Regions from separate parts of the Mus musculus genome. Here region 1 is linked to region 2. The links are chromatin contacts, called in public HiChIP or PLAC-seq maps. All regions are on one chromosome and are shown on one strand. The core of a region is the stretch at or near the end of the contact, and the rest is flanking DNA. Distances in the headings are between cores, read along the strand shown. Region 1 overlaps Slc26a9 (solute carrier family 26, member 9). Region 2 overlaps Srgap2 (SLIT-ROBO Rho GTPase activating protein 2).

Region 1 (4,211 bases), core at 1,230-3,729, 470 kb after region 2:
CTAAGAGGTTGACCCCTTATTTTTAACATTCTTTTTTCTTCCTTCCTTTCTTCCTTCCTTCCTTCCTTCCTTCCTTCCTTCCTTCCTTCCTTCCTTCCTTCCTTTCTTTCCTTCCTTCCTTCCTTCCTTCCTCTCTCTCTCTTTTTCTCTTTCTTTCTTTTTTTCTTTCTTTCTTTTTCCTTTCTCTCTTTCTTTTATGTGTGGGGAGTCTTAGGAGAAAGCTTACATGTTCATGAGCACACACATGTATATGCACATATATATGCATTCATATACATGTATGTGTGTGCTACCTATGGAGGCCAGAGGATACTATTTAATGTCTTCCTCTATCACTTTCCAACCTTTTCGGGGGAGGGAGCGGACAGAGTCCCTCACTGAACTAGAGCTCACTGACTGGCTACATTGTCTAACCCGTAAGCTCTGGGAATCCTCCTGTCTCAGCCTCCTCAGCACTGGGATCCCATGTTTAACTTTTTCACATAGGAGCTGGAGGTCTGAACCCAGGTCCTCATGTCCATGAGGCATATTTTACCTGCTGAACCATCTCCCCAGCCATGAGGCTAGCCTTTTGAGTGCTTATGGTTGTATGGCATTACTGGCCCTTCCTAACCATAGGCCCCTGGCCCTCCTCACACAGATGACAGGTATCTCCAGCTGCCCCTGGCAGGGCTCAGGGGTACGGGGTAGGTCAGCCCTACTCCCTCCCAACCAACCCTGCTATCTCTCCACAGGAGATGATTGCCCTGGGCTGTAGCAACTTCTTCGGCTCCTTTTTCAAGATCCACGTCATTTGCTGCGCTCTCTCAGTCACACTGGCTGTGGATGGGGCTGGAGGGAAATCCCAGGTAAGCTTTGTCTCAGGGAACTGGGGTAGGAGTGAAAAGAGAGTAACTGTCCCTGAGAAGTTCAGGGGCCATGGGCATGCCAGCCTTACCCAGCTAGCTTCCATTCTACCCAATGATCAGCTGGGAAGCAGCCAAGTCAGCAAGCCCGCTCACCCCAGCTCTTTCCCTGACTAGGTGGCCAGCTTGTGTGTGTCTCTGGTGGTGATGATCACCATGCTGGTCCTGGGATCCTATCTGTACCCTCTCCCCAAGGTAAGAGCCCAACTGAGGGGGAGACTGGGGGAACAGTGACCGCCTGCAGCAAAACAATCCCTATGAGTGGGAGTAGCGCTTGGTTGGCCATCACTGTCACCTTTGGTTTCCGTTATCCTACGAAGTAAATTATGTAAATTTTATTCCTCCATTGTATGGGTGAGGGGGAGACTGAAGCTGACTGTCTGGCTTGTCGGTGAGACGGCTGCTGGGTAGTGTGTTACTGATTCCAACCTCCGGCTTTCTGGGAGTTTTATTCCTAGGCAGGAGAATAGTGGGCAAGGTATCTGGTATTTCAGGGCACCCTCAGAGCCTCTCACAAAGATGTTAAGGTGTGAGCCATCCAAGGATGCAGGGAGAGGAGAAATGTAAAACTGGGCCCAGAACGAAGTGTGTGGCTCCAGAGGCTACACTTGCCAATCCTCAGATTGAGGAGGAATTTGGGGAAAGAATTCTGGAACTTTTGCCTTGTCCTGCCAGACTCCAGGGTCAGGCATGTGTAGGAAGGCCAGGGTGATGGGGATATCTCAAATGACACGTGGCAATGTTCTGCTTCTCCAGGCTGTGCTAGGTGCCCTGATCGCTGTCAATCTCAAGAACTCCCTGAAGCAGCTCACTGACCCCTACTACCTCTGGAGGAAGAGTAAGCTAGACTGTGTAAGTGTGTGTGTGTGTGTGTGTGTGTGTGTGGACTGTGTAAGTGTGTGTGTGTGTGTGTGTGTGTGTGTGTGTGTGTGGACTATGTAAGTGTGTGTGTGTGTGTGTGTGTGTGGACTATGTAAGTGTGTGTGTGTGTGTGTGTGTGTGTGTGTACTGTGTAAGTGTGTGTGTGTACTGTGTAAGTGTGTGTGTGTGTGTGGACTGTGTAAGTGTGTCTGTGTATGTCCTGCCCTCCTGTAACCTGCAGCTCTGGCCTGATGCAAAGCCCTTTTGTCTGCTGTTCCCCAGACCCCAGGGCTTGAGAAGCCAAGCTGTGGAGAGAGGCACTCTTTGTTCAACCACTCCCTGGCTCTGTAGCCAATAGCAAATTCTTTCACTTCCCTGGCCCTCAGCTCCCGCACCTCTGAAGTAGACACGTGCTCTCTCCACTTTGGGATGGCTTATGAAGAAGATGGGTTCATACTCGCAAAACTGCATGTGGTCTGGGTTAACGTGCGTCATCAACAAAACTTAGTATCTATTACTTTTATAATTTACTGTGCCCCCTCCAATTAAAAAAAAGATCATTCTGTGAAGGAAGGAAGAAAAAAAAAAGCTTAGAACATAAAGACTGGGCTCCTGAGCAAGTTTCTAGGCTTCTCTAGGGTTCTACTTCCTCCTCTATTTGTGGGATGAACTTGTGCTCTGCATTATATACTGGCTCTGAGGTTAACTGAATCACAATGGGAAAGCACCATACTACGTAAACATCCTTCGAGTGTGACTTCATACTGCAGCTGTGCCTTCACAGGCAGGACTGATAAAAGCTCCAGCATACTGACAATGCTGTCCTGTTTCTACCTTAGCCCACCCACCATAGCCCAGAGACTTACTAAACCCGATTGAGGATGACAAAAGTCAGGCTCAGAATGGCAGAGGCGGTGGAGGAAGCAAGTGCCAGGGTCTAGCTGGAAACTTCCTGCTGGGCTCCAGACTTCTGGGCTGTCCTGCCTCTAGAAGGCAGAGGCTTGCCTGCACCATGGAGGGAAGGAAGTCTTTAAAGTTAGAAAATGTGTGGTCCCTTTGGGGACTCCCAGTGAGCAGAGGAGACAGGAAGAAACTAGATGCTCTAATTCCCAGCTAATTCCCAAGGATCGGCTTTTACCACCTGGCATCCATCTCCTGGCTTTGGCCGTAGTCCCTGGTAGCCATGTGATGTTGTCATGTGACTTGATCTTCAGTGGGCTTCTACAGAAATTCCCAACAGAGACTGACCCCCTTTAACAGCAAGTCTCAACCTGTGGGTAATGACCCCTGTTGGGAATCCAGCGGTCCTTTCACAGGGGTCACATATTAGATATCCCGTATATCAAATAGTTAATTATGATTATCATCGTGTGTATCATTAATGTATCATCATCATACACTATACATCAGATGATATCAGTAGCAAAATTATAGTTTTAAAGTAGCAACAAAATAATTTTATGGTTGGAGGTCACCATAACATTAAAGGGTTACAGATTCGGAAGGTTGAGAAGCACAGCTTTAGAGCCATTTAGAAGCTCCCTGGGGGCCCTTAAGGGAGAACACACCCGACCAGGAGACCTGCCCCACACTTTCTGTTCAGGAGCTGAGTTCCCATCAAAGCATGGACACCTCACTGTTAGATAGGAAGAGAGCTCACATCCATAACACACTGCAAGTCTAGGACCAGAGACTCTCTGACACCCCGGTCTTCTTGCAGAGTGGACTTCATTTTCCCTTGTGTGGACTAGGAAACCGGCTCTCCCGGCTATACAGTTCAGAACCCAGCTTGGAACCTGGGTGCACCTGACCCGGGGGCACGCTCTTCTTACTCTGCTCATGCGCCCTCTCTGCTCACACTTCTGTATTCTATTAAAATAGAAGGCTAGATTTCTATTTTTAAAACTAGACCAAGGTAGGGGTGAGGTAGGGGTGGAGCTCAATGGTAGGGTACTTGTCTGGTATATGAGGCCCTGTATCCAATCATTGGCTCTGGAGGGGGGAAAAGGTCATGAGCTGCACTTGGTATAAGAGAAGCAGGCAAACAAAGCAAAGCGCCAGTACGTGACTCACTGCAAAAATGAAGCAAGAGCAGAAGAGATCTGAGCTGGGCAGGGTAACCAGGACCTTGACTAATCCTGAGGACTTCCTGAAAGAGGCAGTTTTTCACCCCGGGCTGCCTTTGACATCCTTCTCCTCACAGTGTGTCTGGGTGGTGAGCTTCCTCTCCTCGTTCTTCCTGAGCCTGCCCTACGGTGTCGCAGTGGGTGTAGCCTTCTCCATCCTGGTTGTGATCTTCCAGACCCAGTTGTAAGTGACAACCCCGCCCCTCCCAGGCACAGTATGGGGTTGCTGGACCAGTCTGCAAGGGGACTCCCATGCCAAGACGTAGCATACATAGCACACTGTACATTCTGCCTTCTGGGCCCAGCACAGGGACATGCT
Region 2 (4,043 bases), core at 591-3,090:
GGTGCTGTTTTAAGAATTCAGCAACATCTTAGAAAAAAATAATTGTGAAGGGCATGGTGGTGCATGCTTTTAATTTCAGCACTCAGGAGGCAGAGGCAAGTAATCTCTATGAATCTGACAATGTATATGTACATTTACACACACACACACTGCAGACTCAGTTTTTCCTTATCTGGAAGCCTCCAGGGGACAAGTTTGGAGGTTTCAGTCCATGACTGGCTGGCTCCATTGCTTTGGGCTTCTGGAACATCTCTTGGCAGGATATGTGGTAGAGAAACCAGCTGTTACTTTTTATGAACTCCACCATCATGTTCATTTTCTATTAAAACACAAGGCATCTATCTCTAAGCGAGTGGAAGTCTCCCTGTACTCTCCACCTCCACCGGCAGCAAGACAGACCTGTCAGTCAGACCTTTTTCCATATACAGGGATAGCCAAAGGCAGACTTGGGGATCTAGCTGTGAAAGACAATAGCCATTCCATTGGCAGACTGGAGAGATGGCTCAGCAGTTCAGAGCACTGATTGTTCTTGCAGATGACCAGAGTTCAGTTTCCAGCCCTACATGGTGGCTCAAAACTGTCTGCTGTGTCTGTTCAGTTCCAGAGGACCTGATGCCTACTTCTGACCTCCATGTCACTGCATACATTTACTATGCAGACATGCATGCAGGCAAACTTAAACTACAGAGCTGTCTGGCAACCCTTAGTTATAGTTGGTAAGTTTCCAACCAGTTTCATAGGTCTGTCTGTCTTTCTTTCTTCCTTTCTTCCTTCCTTTCTTTCTTTCTTTTTCTTTTCTTTTCTTTCTTCCCCCCCTCCCCCAAGACAGGGCTGGCTTCTCTGTGTAGCCCCAGATGTCCTGGCACTCACTCTGTAGATCAGGCTGGCCTCCATCTCGCATAGATCCACATGTCTCCATACTGGGATTACAGGCATGCATCACCATGGCCTGGCTAGGCTTTCAAGTGGGGAACGCTGATCATAAAGCTGGAAATGAAAGCCGTCCGCATTGAAAACAAAAGGTGGGTTCTGTTGAGGGAAGTTCTTACAACCACGGACTGGTGAATAGTATGCTGGAGACTTCCTTCAAACTCTCTGAGGCTCCACACATGGGCTAAATGGGAGTAATGCTGTAGAGGGGAAAGGAGGTGGCACTCAAAGTCACCTAGTTCCTACTGTTGCAAGGCTCAGACTTTGTTACTTCACTGCTTTCAGGGAGAGGGGAAGGGAGGTGACGTACAGCGGCAAAACCTAAAAATGTATTTTATTTTGAAGTTGTGCTTTGGATTTTTCCCAATCCAGCATTGGCTGAGTGAGTCTTAGGTTCGCACAAAGCATCTTCAAGCATACATACAATATTCCAGTTATCAACACCATTTTAAAGAACATACCATTTTACACAAATGTGACATACAAATCAGACGCCACAACACTGCAGTTCCCTGGAAGATCTAAGTTCTCTTCTGAACTGAAGTCCATGCACACCAGCCCTTCCAGTGGTCTGTTCATCCTGGTACTGGAAGGATTTCTCATCTCCTTGGGGATAAATGAGGGTGGCCTGAGGAGGCTGGCAGAGACCAGCATTTCCAGTTTCTAAGCTGCTGGTGGCAAACTCCTCTACTTTCCAAACTGGGATGCTGGTAGCCCCACCCACTTTTCTTCCCCAGAGACTTAAGTCCACACCAGGGAAAGGATCCATGCCACGAGGGGCAGAGCAGGGCTCTTGGAAACATCATGCTGGTTTCAGGCAAGCCTATTTGAGGAAGGCTGGTTGCCTAAGGCCTGGGGTGGCCGGCTCCTTTTGGCTTTTGGTTGTGAAATCACAGTGTGCAACCTCAATTCCAGTTGAAGTGAGCTCTGCTGCGGAGGACTCTCCTCCTTCTGGTTCCTACTCCTTCTAACAGGACCGTCTCACAGGCGTCAGAAGCACCAGAGATAAGGAAGACAGCTAGGCTCCCAGAGCTGGGGTTAGTAGGGAACCACTTGTACACTGTCCAGTTCATTATGCAAATCAGCAGATGGACATCGGACCAAAGGGATGAAAAAACACAAATAATGTACAGGATTAAGAGAGAAGGCAAGAAGGAAAGTACAGGCCCAAAGCATGGTCTTCAAGAACCTTTGCTTTTACCTTCTTAGAGGGTAGTGCCTGGAGAGAGGATGTAGGGCAGGGTGGAAACTCTGCTCACTTAGGTTAGGAGGAATGTAAAAAGGGAAGGGTGGGGCTTCTTAGTCATCAAGGAAACGGATCCTTGGGTCTGGAAGCCCCTATTGGCTCAGGAGCAGTACAAGCCCAGGTCAGTAAAAAGCACAGCAAGGATCAGACATCCAAAGGACCAAGGGGTGCCCCATGCAGTCAGACTCACACCACTCAAGCTCTCTCTGCTCTAGCTCAGGGGGCAGTCTTCCTGGTGCTGCAAGTTACTCTTCTCGTTAGTGACTCCTTCAAGCTCCCCATTCCCTTCACTCAGAGAGAGGCATCCACCACTTTCTACAGATTCAACTGCCAGCTTCACAAGTTGGTCCAAAAGGATCATTTCTAGCCCAAAGCTAAGAACACTCAGAGATTCCAACCCAAATGACAAACCCATCTCTCTTGAACTATAGAAAACAATACAGTTAAAATAAAAGCATAGCATTCAAGCCAGGAAACAGAGAATGAGCCTGAGCGGCAGGGAGCTGTTGAAACACATGATCCCATGGTGTGATTTCCTAGCTCTGGTGCTCCTGGGGAAGCACGATGTAAAAGAGCCAGTGTTTCAAGCACCAGGCTTGTAGGTTGGGAGAGCATCTAACGGTAGAAAAAGGTCAAAGGCAGGACCCAATGTGACACATTCAGTTTTTCCCTTTTTTAAGATTCTGGTTTTGGGAAAACAGTTTTGAGTTGGTGGAGGTCAAAGTTCCCTTAGTCACCCTTGTTTGGATAAACAAAAAACAGTTTCAAGAGGCAGCACTTCTAGAATTTATCGAGGGATTTTCAAGCCCCTGTTCATCCCGAGAGCTTTATAACAAAACTAAGCCAAGAGGTGAACTTGAAATAGTTTTAATCTGGGCCCAATTTTTGGATTAGCAGAGAGCAACTTAATTTTTTTTAATGGAATGGCAAATTTTAAAAGTATCAGATGCCAAAAATAGTGGGAGAAAGAAGGACTCATTTCCTACCCTTTTTAAATCTGCCATAAACACAATAAAACTTTAAGACTTTTTACTCTAAAAGGAGCTAGCTATAGAACTGTCTTATATTGGAAAACATCTTACATGGAAAATGGTGTGTCAGAGACAAAGACAGGAACGGAAGAAAAGTCTCTATGTTCAGAAAAACTTCCAAAGCTCCGAGATAAGACTAGGATGCACTTCTACAGCATGGAGCAGAGCAAATGCAAACAACCGGTGGCTCCCTCACAGCAAGAGGAAGAAGACAGAATCCCACCCGCACGGCAGGTCACAGGACTGTCCCATTCTGCTAAATGTTTATGACAGAGATCTCAAAGGCCAGGTTTCTCTGTTCCAAACAGAACAAAGTTTGTGATGAGAACAGAGACTCCAGGTGGCTTCTGTGTGAACTGCCACCACAACAAAGAGTGGTCTATGACCAGGAGAGGCTAGAAAAACCTGTGTTGTATATGGGTGTGCATGTGCATGCACATACACACAAATATATATATATATATTTATATAAAATGAAAACTGGGCTATATATGATTTTTTAAATCAGTACTGAAAAACAAGATGTCACTGAGAGCTGCAGCCAAACATCTGGTCAAGGTGTCCTCTATGGTCTGAAGGGACAGACGTAGGCTTATGTCCCTATGTCTTGCCTTGGCAGATATCGCAGCAACCCGATCATGGACAACCTGTCACTGGCTAACCTAAGAACAGTATGTACTGGAGCTGGCTGGATTCCAACAACAGAGGGAAGCAAAGAGTGGAGGAAGGACCAGAACGGGGAAAGCAGTAACAAGGGCTTCATTCTCGAGGTCTGGGTAATGGGAAGGCTAATTCCTGTAAGAACAACTTAGAACCTAATTTTCAACTGAGTCCCC

Evidence for each region. HiChIP or PLAC-seq counts read pairs in DNA pulled down with a chosen protein or histone mark.
Region 1: a contact with region 2 is called in an HNF4G HiChIP or PLAC-seq map of pancreatic cancer cells. The contact joins two enhancer-like sites. A contact is called at or near these places in 13 of 39 promoter capture datasets (the 3T3-L1 cell line, the C10 cell line, the HPC-7 cell line and 8 more), 1 of 15 datasets of contacts at CTCF or cohesin (large pre-B cells), 33 of 484 Hi-C or Micro-C datasets (B cells, the C2C12 cell line, CD4 T cells and 22 more), 5 of 115 datasets of contacts at active chromatin or transcription factors (astrocytes, bone marrow-derived dendritic cells, bone marrow-derived macrophages and 2 more) and 3 of 9 other capture datasets (embryonic stem cells, liver and macrophages).

The regions. Positions count from the first base shown.
Region 1 is chr1:131,757,737-131,761,947 of GRCm38.p6, forward strand. It overlaps Slc26a9 (solute carrier family 26, member 9), which reads left to right. Exons shown (of 21, transcript NM_177243.4): 10 at 735-848; 11 at 1,023-1,100; 12 at 1,662-1,757; 13 at 3,970-4,076. Among named protein-coding and RNA genes, the nearest start is that of Slc26a9, 16 kb to the left of the region's middle. Within about 2 kb of position 2,480, at least 63 of the 459 cell types and tissues checked have an H3K27ac peak or open chromatin away from gene starts, as enhancers often do. A contact at or near this core is called in the STO cell line, bone marrow-derived dendritic cells, bone marrow-derived macrophages and 4 more, where this site is marked.
Region 2 is chr1:131,285,246-131,289,288 of GRCm38.p6, forward strand. It overlaps Srgap2 (SLIT-ROBO Rho GTPase activating protein 2), which reads right to left. Exons shown (of 23, transcript NM_001081011.2): 23 at 6-4,043. The region is part of intron 1 of Gm51644 (a long non-coding RNA gene); the gene reads left to right. Among named protein-coding and RNA genes, the nearest start is that of Ikbke, 7.7 kb to the left of the region's middle. Within about 2 kb of position 1,841, at least 70 of the 459 cell types and tissues checked have an H3K27ac peak or open chromatin away from gene starts, as enhancers often do. A contact at or near this core is called in the STO cell line, bone marrow-derived dendritic cells, bone marrow-derived macrophages and 4 more, where this site is marked.